3 separate regions of the Mus musculus genome follow, and all the other regions are linked to region 3. Evidence: chromatin contacts called from public HiChIP or PLAC-seq and Micro-C data. All regions are on one chromosome and are shown on one strand. Each heading gives the region's core, a stretch centred on a gene start, on an enhancer-like site or on the middle of the called end of the contact. The rest is flanking DNA. Distances are from core to core; before and after follow the strand shown. Region 1 holds the start of Casq2 (calsequestrin 2). Region 2 has its middle 25 kb from the start of Casq2. Region 3 holds the start of Slc22a15 (solute carrier family 22 (organic anion/cation transporter), member 15).

Region 1 (3,574 bases), core at 643-3,142, 160 kb after region 3:
GGTGAATAAGAAATGCAAAGACCCTGGCGTTAAAGGTTTCAAAGAGGTAGGGTGGTGGGGGTGGGGAGAAATGAAGCAGCAAGGGAAAAGGAGACAGTTACATATTGAGGAAAGTAGAGCGACTTCTAAATAAAGGTAACCCCGTGAGACAACGGGGGACAGTTTGCAAAGCTGACCTCAAAAAGACAAAACATCCATGCCCACCCCACCCACCTCACCCCCTCCGCACTCCACCTCACCTATCCCACCCACCCCACCACACCCACACCCACCTCCACCTCACACCGATATTTTCTAAAGAGGAATCTTGCAGGCTTGGCAAAGACTATCACTCAAGACTCTCCATTTAGACAGCCCAGAGACTGCATTCCTGGGAGAACGGTGACCCTGGGAGGACAAGAGAGCAGTCAGGGTCATCAATGCTGGACTCGCCAGGGCCCTGCTTACCTGCACATGGCAAGTTTACAGAGCTTTCATGGCAGCAGAGGGCCTCAAGTCAGACAGGACACTGGGATTAGCTTTTCCTTCTGGCCCCTGGGAAAGGTGCTGGTGGGATTTCTAGCACAAAGAAGATAAACCTTGGCCAGGCTCCCAAGCACCACTATCTCCTCTGAAGAGCACGCAGACAGAACCATCATCTGACCAGAAGAAAGTACCAAAGAGTCACCCGAGGGGTACTGGCAGGGGATCTGCTGAACAAGAAGCCACACAGCGCAGAACCCTAGCTTCTGCAGTGTGGCGGCTTTGAGAACGATGATTCCCAGACACACCCATGGTACAGGGTCCGCCTAAGTCAACTCATCTGCACACTGCACGGGAATCAGGTCTACACAGTTGGCTGGCTGAGCTCGTGGAGAGAGTGGGCAGGCCAAGCTTCACACATGATATTAGAAATGGACGAATTATTATAACGCCCGTTCCATCCTCTCTAGTGAGAGGGAGCCACATAGAATGGCTACTGTTTTCAAGGGCTTGCTAAGTGCTAGGCTCTTCTCTCTGTGTGGTCTAAACACCAGGGTTACAATCTCCCCCACTCTAAATAATGGGGATCTGGGGCTCAGAGAAGCTGCAAGGTCCTCCAGAGTCAGCCAGCCACCAAAAAGGCAGAGTGGAGATTGCAGCTCTGGTCTGTCCCAGCTTGGATAAACTGCCTATCTCTCTCTGTTGCTAATGAAGAAAGGAACAAAACAGTGTCTTGTCTTAAGAGCTAATGAGGGTGGGGGTGGGGTGGGGACAGGACCTTGGCAGAGACCCCAAGGATGTTCCTGCGGTGACCGGTAAACTTCTCTAAAAATTGACTTTAAAATAGATCACCGGCTTCCCTGCCTCCCACAGCTGCTGGAAAAGGAAGTGGGCTGGATCCGCTACCCGTCCTCTGTATGCTGGGTCAGTAGGAAAGCATGTCTCTGTGTCCCTGGCCGGCAAGGACATGTGGACGTGGTGCTGCCAGCACCGGGCTTCCAAGAAGACCTAGAAAGGCATGTGGAGAGTGTGCCTGTCCTCGGGGGGAACAGAGCAGCCGGGGAAAGGCTGCAAGGCTGTCCTGGAACCGACCAACACAATGTCTAAGTGGGATTTTTGATGCTCTAAGCGTTCGTGTTCTTACTGGCACCATCACCCCTTCTTGCTTTCCGTTCTCATCCATCCCCACGAGTTTCCTTCTTTTCTTTGACTTTTGGTGCCCCTTTATTTCACTTGCATACGGTCCCTCCAGTCTCCTCCTGTCTGCTGTCCTTCTGCCGCTGACACGCTGCATGGACAAATCCCTCAACAGTGTCATATCTGACTTTTTTTTTAAAAAAAATTATTATTCATTGCATGATTTATTTTTAGCTCGAAACAACTGCATCCTAAAAATGGAGTTCTTAATGAGACAGAGGCTGGGAGAGCTATGTAAGGTATCTAGGGCTTGGCCTCCCAGCCCGTGCCTGGCTCTTGCTCTGTGCGCATGTGTGCATTTGAGCCTCCACAGTTTGTTCTGAGCCCACGACTACACAGCTGCAGGACCAAGGAGGTGAAAGCAGCCTCTTTGTTCCCTCACCAACATCTCTAAGAACCTTCCATCCTGTCTTCCATGATCTCTATTCTGGAGACTGAGAAGCAAGACTTTTCCCAAATGAAGAGGATTTACCTGCTCATGGTGGGGGTTTATCTGCTGTCCCTGAGCGGGGCAGAAGAGGGGCTGAACTTCCCCACGTACGATGGGAAAGACCGAGTGGTCAGCCTTTCTGAGAAGAACCTCAAGCAGATGTTGAAGAGATATGATTTGCTCTGTCTCTATTACCACGAACCTGTGTCTTCAGACAAGGTCTCACAAAAACAGTTCCAGCTGAAGGAGATTGTACTGGAGGTAAGTTGGGGGGGGGGGCAGCAGCCTCCTGTATGAGAGAGCATTAGTGACAGTATGGCATTTAACAGGAATATGGGAACAAGGGCATGGAGAATTTGTGCAGAGCTCTCCTGTGTTACTGTAGTCTCACATCAATGGAACTTTTTTTTTCTGCAGAAGTGGACTCTGTGGGCAAACTCTTAAGGTGGAAGGGAGTGAGGGGGTTGCACACTGACCCTTCTTTATCCAGGGAGCAGGGCAATCATTGCTCAGGACAAACAGCTGATGCTCACCCATGCAGAAGCAGTGCAGGGCAGAATGAGAGGCCTGGCAGCCAGGCTCCAGACAATCTATCTAAAGCTCTTCCCTTAGAGGTCCTGATTCGTCAGGGGTTCTTTTCCCACCTGCCCCTTTTCTAGAACTTTCCAGCTATTGTTAAAAGCCACTGGTTTAAAGGAAACCGAGGGATTTCCTATGAGTCCCTTCAGGGCCGATTCCCCATGCTCTTCTCAATCCTCTCCCTTGGATCTGGAAAAGCCAGGGTCCTTTGACCTTGCCTCTGCTCTTGGTCACAGGGAGAGCGACCATGTCATTTTCCCAGGCAACTTTAGAGTGTGGGTGTGTGCTCTTCTGGACTGTGTATTCATTAACAGACAGGTGTGGTTTTTTTTTTTTTCCTCAGAAAGTTCTTGATGTGAGTTTTGAGCCTACACTGAAGTAATTTCTTATTTTATCTGTATTACATGACCTGTTGGTCATCTGGCACTGGGGGTGGGGATATTTCTAATCCTTTGCAAGTGCCACAGAAAGACTCTGCATCTCCTCCTGGACAGCTAAAGGCCACTGACACTTCAAGAATACCCATGCTGCCAAGATTCCTTCCCAGTCCCCATGGCTGGCTCAGCACACAACTACAGGGCTGTGCGAGAATTAACCAGACAGTACTTCCAGGATATTCAGGCTAATCAAATAACACAATTAGCAAACTCACCATACAAAGACCAGGGAGATTTAGAGTCTCAAAAAACGACTATAATAAAATCCAGCAAACCACCTGAATATATCAAAGTCACATTGAAAGAGGGAAAAGAGCATTTCATAATTCAAAATGTCCCCTAATCAGCCGGGTGCTAGTGTTTAAAAATATCTCCAGAGCCATCCTGTTCTTCGCAGGCTCTATCTGCCCTGGGGCGAGGGCAGTGATTTTGCCCCTTCTGTGGGAGGCAGATGGAGGGGAAGTGGGCC
Region 2 (3,518 bases), core at 764-3,263, 140 kb after region 3:
ACAGTGGTGACTGGATGCAGAGTTTTGGTAGCTTTGGGGGTTTCATTGTCCCGTGGGTTTCTAAAGGACTCTCCTTGCTTCTACCTCCACTGCCATTTGATTGTTGAGATTAAATGGTGGCTCCAAAGGTGCCTTAGATGCCATTGTAACCAGATAATATAAAACCAGGAACCACTAGGGGGCGAGGACATGTGCTGTTACTGTAAATAGGGTTTCCGGTGAGTCTTAGACAATTAAGGTTTACAGACTGAAGGAGAAAAAGAAGCCTGGAGTAGCCTTTAGTTGTGTGTGTTGGAGTTCTTGGTTCTTAACAGGACGTAGGCTTCAGGCAGACTTTGGGGTCCCTATGACTTTCGCTGCCTTCCCACCAGCACTACAAACCCTTCCCCAGTGTCTGGGCACACAGCAAGAGCTTCGTGAGTGTCTGCAGAGCTTTCCTGTTGATACAGGCTCACAGCCACACCCTGATAGCCTTTTCTGAAAGTATTCTCCTTCGGTTTGTTCACAATGTGACCTAAGCTCCAGGAACCATATCTGCCACACAGAAGGGATATTTTCCTATAAAAGCCCCATGACCCTTTACTTTCAGACAGGTGCTGCTGACACATGCAGCCCCATAGCCTCACTGTGAACTGGCTTGTTCCAGAACATTCTTGGCCCTTCAATCTCAACCCAGCCTGTCCTTCCACTGTGCTTACCACAGTCCTTCACAGAGAGCCTTCTGGGTACTAGGATCACCTGCCACTGTCCCAGCATCCAGAGAGGGTTACCTGTCCTTCCCACCTTGAGGCATTGGGCTTTCTGCCTCTTTGGGTTGTCCCTCTGTGCATAATAAAGGCCAGCCATTCTTGGTAAGACAGTGACAGGTAGTTCTTCTGTGAAGCCTTTCAGAGTTACCCCTTCCCACTCCTGGGTCCCCACTGTGAGAACACCTGTTTGTCTGTCTCTATTTTGAGAGCTCCTGATGTGGTACTGTTCTCAGTCTGGTTTGAAGATTTTTATTTATGTGCATTTGTGTGCACCTATGTGTGGGTATGCACAGGAGCATGCACACACACACACACACACACACACACACACACACTCGACGATGCTTTCAAAGGCAGAAGGTTATGGGGCCTCCTGGAGCTAGCGTTACAGGCAGTTGTGAGCTGCCAAATGTGGGTGCTGGGAATCCAACTCAGGTCCTCTGTAGTAGCAGTGGGAGCAGACTGAGTCTGCTCAGTGATGACTCCAGCACCACCTGCTTTTGCATTCTGTTCTGTTTGCTTTCTTTCTTTCTTTCTTTCTTTCTTTCTTTCTTTCTTTCTTTCTTTCTTTCTTTCTTCACAATGTCTCCTGTAACCCAGGTAAACTTCAAGTTCACTATTCAGCTGAGAATGGCCTTGAACTTCTGATCTTCCTGTTTCTGCTTTCCGAATGCTAAGATTACAGGCAATCACCACTATGCCCAGCTTGTTACCAAAAATTGTAATCCAAAAGCTTGGATTCCAGCAACCACCACGGGCTACCGTTGCCTGCCTATCCCTGACTTGTCAATTAAAGAGACTGGTAACAGAAAGAATTAGTGGGGATTTGTTCAATATGGCCACTTAGGAAATATGAATAAATAATAGGATCCAATGTGCCCAAGACTATCTGTCAGGGACAGGGGTTTAGGTTTAAATAGAGGACAAGAGGTATATCTGAGCAGTCCTGGTCAAGGGGTGGCCCCGCCCATCACTGACCCTCATAGCTCAGCTCCGGTATTTTAGGTATTTCAAGGTGGTAGGAAGTTGATTGACAGCTAAGCTATTAATTGCTGGGGCAGCAGACTTGTCTTCATGAAAACTTGGCCACATTTGGTGAAGTGAGAGGTATCCTGAGCAGTTTCACTCTTCAAGGTGACTCAAGAGGAAAGGTGACAAGGTTTGGGGAGTTAGTTCACTGGCGCAGAGTTAGCACAGGAACACACGGAGTCAGCTCTGAAAATAAGTGAGTTCTTGGAAGCCAACAGGAAAGGACAACAGCTTATCTCTGTGACGACAGTCTAAGTACAGGCATGAAAGGAAGGCAGAGATACCAGGTCTGTAGGTCTGAATGGAGCCAGCGCTCTCCCCCCCCCCCCCCCCCCAAAAATAACCAGCATCTTCAGGTGTCTGTTTCAAGACGTCTGGTTTGCCCGAAGTTCCAAACCTAAAGTTTCTCTCATGGAAGCCCCCTCAGAAGTGTTCGCAGAGAGTTCTAGCTAGATTTGTTAAACTCCTGAACAGAGGAGGAGACAGCCTGAGGAAATCCAAGGATCCCCTTAAGGAAAGGGTAGACCTGAGGTCTGGAGACAGGATCGGGTCAGTGCACCCCGCCCCCTGTTGGAGAGAGGAAGAACTGCAAGCGGCTTTGGGCTGGAATCTGGAGGCCTAAGTGAATTAATTGAATGGCAGCTAGCCCAGCCCTGGAGAGGTGCTGGAAGGAGTGGAGTTCGCCCTGGACCTCTCCTCTGCCTCCCGCGCAGCAGTCCACATCTGTCCTGGGACAGGCACACAGACTGTGTAATCAGGCTCAGCTGGTAATCAGGGAAGTGCCGAACAGACGCTAGACGAAATTATCTCCCTGTCCCAGACAAAGTGGCCTTGCAGATGAGGGTTAAAACCAGACATGGTAGAAAAAACAAAGGAAGGAGAGTGGCAGCTGCTAAGGAACACCTGGCCGGTGGCCGGCTCCCAACTGTCTGCATTCACCCACAGAGCCTCCGAAGCCAGGGTGGGTTACCAAGGGAAGGGGGACTTCAGACCAGTGGCGTTTGGTGCCAGAATCATTGTTACAGGAGGAATAGCCTAGACCCACAGTTGCAAGAGAGGAGAGCAGAATCAGTTTCCGGCAAATGGCCAGCTGTGTAAATGAGCATGGAAACGTGCTCCCATTTCACTGAGGGGACTGTGCTCCCACTTTCAACGTGCAGATGGTATTAGCTTTCCCCCACCCTCTTCCCAGGATAAGAGTCCATTTCTATTCCTGTACTTGTGACATTGGGGTCTTCAGAAGGGACTTTGCAAGTGTTACTTGAAGCTTCCGAGTTCACAGGCTGTGGCAGAGGGGGTTTAGGGGGAAATAATCTTAGGAACTATAGAGATTGTGTGGAAGACGGAGAGCTCTAATACTTCGAGGGAGACATGCCTGGCCCATTCCGTAAGGGCTCTGTGTCAGGCACAGTGCTGGGCACATGGTGTTGAGCCAAAGTGAGCTGAGCAAGTTTTTGTCCTCACAAAGCTTCCTGTCATTGGGTACTGGGCGTGGCGGGAGCAAATGCTCACACAATGTAAAACTGCACCTGTTCAGTATTAGGAAGAAGGGATGGGAGTGTCTCTGGAGTAGACTTGATCCTGCTAGGGAAGGCCACAGAGAAGGTGGCAAGTGTGCTGAAGGGGAAGACAGGTGAATTAGCCAGTCCTGGAGAGAGAGGACCAGGAGTGTCCCAGCCGCTGGGCGGGCGGGGTGGGGGTGCAGGGCAGGGGCAGGCACAGCAGCTGCAGGTGGGTGGG
Region 3 (3,412 bases), core at 578-3,077:
TGAACTAGGTCAGCCATTAATAAAAGCATGGGAGGGAGGGGAAGAAGGTGTAGGTCAGCAGTAAAGCTCTCGTATAAAAAGCGCAAGGCCCTGCATCTCCAGCTGGCAACGAGGTGATAAAAGCCCAGGAAAGTTAACAGGTCCTGACCCAGAATACTGGCCTTCTCAGTGCCACACTCAAGATTTGATTCTAAGTTGGCAACCACCTGGCTAGGCAAATAAGATGCTAACACAAGAAGTGGAGCAGAGAAGTGGCCAAAAGGATTGCCAGGAGAGGGGATATATACTTGGAACTCCTGGTTAGATGGAATATTGTCAAAGAAACCATTATACATGAAGACCAGACATTGCAGTTGCAGTTCTATTTCTCTATACTAATTCTTACTCTGCTAAGAGAAAGGCTTCCAAGTATCACCACTTGAACCGATGTTCTGCCTGGTGCTGAAGTCAACTGAAGATTTTAATGGGGAAAGAGAATCAGTAGATTAAGTTTTACCTTACTGCCTCTCTTCCTGCTGCAGCATCAACACAACGTTGAAGCAACTTGTGGGCTCTGGTTATAACCGCGGCCAGCCAGTACTTCCCTTGCAATAATACCTTAACTTACTTAGCTCAGCTGTCAGCCTCACAGTGTCAGTGTCACAGACCACTTCATCCCAGGATTGCAAGCCTCCGGGACAGGGAGCTAGCTTCATTTTCTGGCCCTGGTGGTAGGGATCAAACCCAGAGCCTTGCACATCTAGGGCTTTACCACTGACTGACCTGCTTCCTAGGGACAATCTGAGCTGCTCAGGCTGGCTTTGAATTTGCCTAGAAGAAGAGCCATCCTTCTCCTGCCTCAGTTTCCATAGTGCTAGGACTACAAGAATGAACCTCTTAAAGAGCCCAAGGACTCCTAAAATCAAGAGTTTTAGGTTGAGGTGTGCAGCTGGTTTCTGAGAATTCAATACAATGAACCACACTGTGTGGATGGTATCATTTCCCTAGACCAAAGCTGGCCTCGGAGCTTAATAACCCAGTAGAACTTTAACTAGAGAGAAATAAATTCCCGTGGATGGAAAGCCCCTTTAATAGGAAGCCTCCCTCAATCTCAGAGAGGGCTGAAGGAGGCCATACTAGCTAGACCTGATCTTTTGTGGGCAGGTTGTCCATGCTTTCTCTGTCTCACTCTGTAAGGGGTTAGGGTGCCGAATCCTTTTGATCCCGGGTAATGGGTTTCATCTTTCAACTAGCTCTGGTGGCGAAGTGTCAGTGCCAGGCTCTGGGTGACAGCCTGGGAGAGCTCAGTGGCTGGCCCGCCACCGCGCGGCGCCCGCCCGCCCCCTCCCTCCCTGCGCTCTCGCGCCACACCTGGGGCCAGCCTGAGCTGAGAGCGCCCCGGGGGCCGCGGGGAGCCGGGGACTCACCTGCAGCAGCACAGCCAGCAGGAAGCACAAGTACATCTGATAGAGGCCCATCTCGCCCACCGCCTGGAACGCCTCCTCCACCTCCATGGCGGGCTCGCGCCCGAGGACCCGGCCGCCACCGCGACGGAGGACCTGGCTGCGCGGTGGCTGAAGATCGGGCGACGGAGCGACCGAGGACTGAGCCGGGCGGGGACGGAGGGCCGAGCGGCAGGGACCGGGAAGGAGGACCGGGCGGACCGCGGCCGAGGCGGGGACAGAGGACTGGGCCGAGCCGGGGGTGGAGAACCGGGCGGGGCTGGGGCCCAGGCGCAGGCGGGACCCTGCAGACGACCGGGTCCGGGGTCGCGGCGGAGATGCGATGCTGGTCGCCCCGGCGCGGCCTCCCCGCTTCCTGTCAGAAGTGACAGGAATTTTTGGCGAGCGGTTGGCTGGCGCGCGGAAGGGAAAGAGGAAGTGGGTGCGGCGCGGGCGGCCAGGGCGACTCACGGGAGGGGCCGGCAGCTCCACGCCGTGTCCCGCGGGGTTCGCCCCTTCGCACAAAGCGGTGGAATGCGGGGGCGCTCAGAGCTCTAGAGCCTTCCGAGAAGAGGGCCGGGAGGCATCTGTCCCCTTCCTCCTTTGTCTTGCTTTAGGTACACAGGGTCAGATGTAAGCTCCGCGCCTCGAGACATCCACTTAGTAGTGCCCACTAGGCCCACGGACAAGGGACAAGGGACAAGGGCAGGGGGTCATGGTTGCCAAGGTCTGTCAATGGAGTTTGGCACAGGGCTGAAGAAGTGTGGGGACAGATTACTAGTGGCCCCACACCTAATCCTGTTTTGTTTTTAAACTATTGCAAGTATCTAAACCAGCATATCTCAACATGTGGGTCAGGACCAAAGACCCTTTCACAAGGGTCAGATATCAGATATTTACATTACAATTCATAACAGTAGCAAGATTACAGTTATGCAATAACAAAAAATTATTTTTATGGTTAGGGGGTCACCACAACACGAGGAACTGTGTTAGAGAGTCACTGCATTAGGAAGGTTGAGAACTACTAATCTAAACTATCGCTAAGTTTACCTTTGCTTTCTGTTGGTGTGATAATAGCATGACAGAAGAAACTTGGGGGCGGGGGGGGGGGTGGAGTTTATTTGGCTCACAGTTTCTCTCAGAGCCCATCATTGCTGGGAAGTCGAGGCACCAGGAACTTAAGCAGCTAGTAACATGGCATCCACAGACAAGAACAGAGGGCAGTGATGTGATGGATGCGCTCACCAGTGATCAGCTAGTTCCCTCACTCATTCGTTCAGACTAGGGCCCAACCTATGAAATGGCCTCACACATATGGGGGGGGGGGGCTTTCTAACAACCCAGTTTTTAAACAAATTCCCTCAGAAGCATGTCCAGGGCCAACCTACTCTAGACTGCTCCTCACTGAGTGAATGGGAACTTCCTTCCCAGCCGAGGCTAGGTTTTGATCGTTAAAACGAACCATCCCCTGAATATAATACAGAGTATAATGGATGACCAGGAGGTCCCCTTGTCTTGCAAGCATTCTTGTTGTGCTTCCACAATTTCCCATTAATTATGTCTGCTGTTTATAACTGCCCTTTAGTGGTCATCTACCTAATTATTGTAATAAAATGATACAATGTTGACTATGGCAGGGTTGGAAGCAGCCAGTGTGGTGGCCACAAAAGATGAATTGGAAGTGCTTAAGCCAGTGGTGGTGGCAGCAGCCATAGAGGCAGCACAGACCTTTGATTCCAGCCCTGGGGAAGCAGAGGCTGGGCTCAGCTACAGAATGAGATCCCTGGCAGCCAGGACTACAAAGATAAAGCAGCAAGACTTCCCTTTAACCATATGGTCTAGCTTTCTTGGCAGGCAGTGCTCTCTGTGAGAAGAGGGAGGGGCAGGGAGGAGAGGGGTCACTCAGCTTTGTTTCTTATTAAAGAACTTTTACTATTTTTTTTTCTAAAAATGTTTCCATTTTTATTTACGACTGTTTTGGGAATAAA

Evidence for each region. A called contact is a pair of places that touch in the nucleus more often than the background predicts. HiChIP or PLAC-seq counts read pairs in DNA pulled down with a chosen protein or histone mark.
Region 1: a contact with region 3 is called in a Micro-C map of the HL-1 cell line, with 2.2 times the contacts expected there. The contact joins the promoter of Casq2 here to the promoter of Slc22a15 in region 3. A contact is called at or near these places in 2 of 39 promoter capture datasets (the 3T3-L1 cell line and 3T3-L1-derived adipocytes), 1 of 484 Hi-C or Micro-C datasets (the HL-1 cell line), 3 of 115 datasets of contacts at active chromatin or transcription factors (embryonic forebrain, embryonic stem cells and stem cell-derived neural progenitor cells) and 2 of 9 other capture datasets (adipose tissue and liver).
Region 2: a contact with region 3 is called in an H3K4me3 HiChIP or PLAC-seq map of embryonic midbrain, with 3 times the contacts expected there. The contact joins the enhancer-like site here to the promoter of Slc22a15 in region 3. A contact is called at or near these places in 8 of 39 promoter capture datasets (the 3T3-L1 cell line, 3T3-L1-derived adipocytes, the HPC-7 cell line and 4 more), 1 of 15 datasets of contacts at CTCF or cohesin (the NIH/3T3 cell line), 5 of 484 Hi-C or Micro-C datasets (muscle stem cells, nephron progenitors, neural progenitor cells and 2 more), 6 of 115 datasets of contacts at active chromatin or transcription factors (embryonic forebrain, embryonic midbrain, embryonic stem cells and 1 more) and 3 of 9 other capture datasets (adipose tissue, liver and pancreatic islet).

Annotation. Positions count from the first base shown.
Region 1 is chr3:102,084,523-102,088,096 of GRCm38.p6, forward strand. It overlaps Casq2 (calsequestrin 2), which reads left to right and starts at 1,893. Exons shown (of 11, transcript NM_009814.4): 1 at 1,893-2,350. The coding sequence starts at 2,117.
Region 2 is chr3:102,060,103-102,063,620 of GRCm38.p6, forward strand. No RefSeq gene overlaps it. Among named protein-coding and RNA genes, the nearest start is that of Casq2, 25 kb to the right of the region's middle. Within about 2 kb of position 2,014, at least 36 of the 459 cell types and tissues checked have an H3K27ac peak or open chromatin away from gene starts, as enhancers often do. A contact at or near this core is called in muscle stem cells, where this site is marked.
Region 3 is chr3:101,922,626-101,926,037 of GRCm38.p6, forward strand. Slc22a15 (solute carrier family 22 (organic anion/cation transporter), member 15) reads right to left here and starts at 1,828. Exons shown (of 12, transcript NM_001039371.2): 1 at 1,407-1,828. The coding sequence starts at 1,493.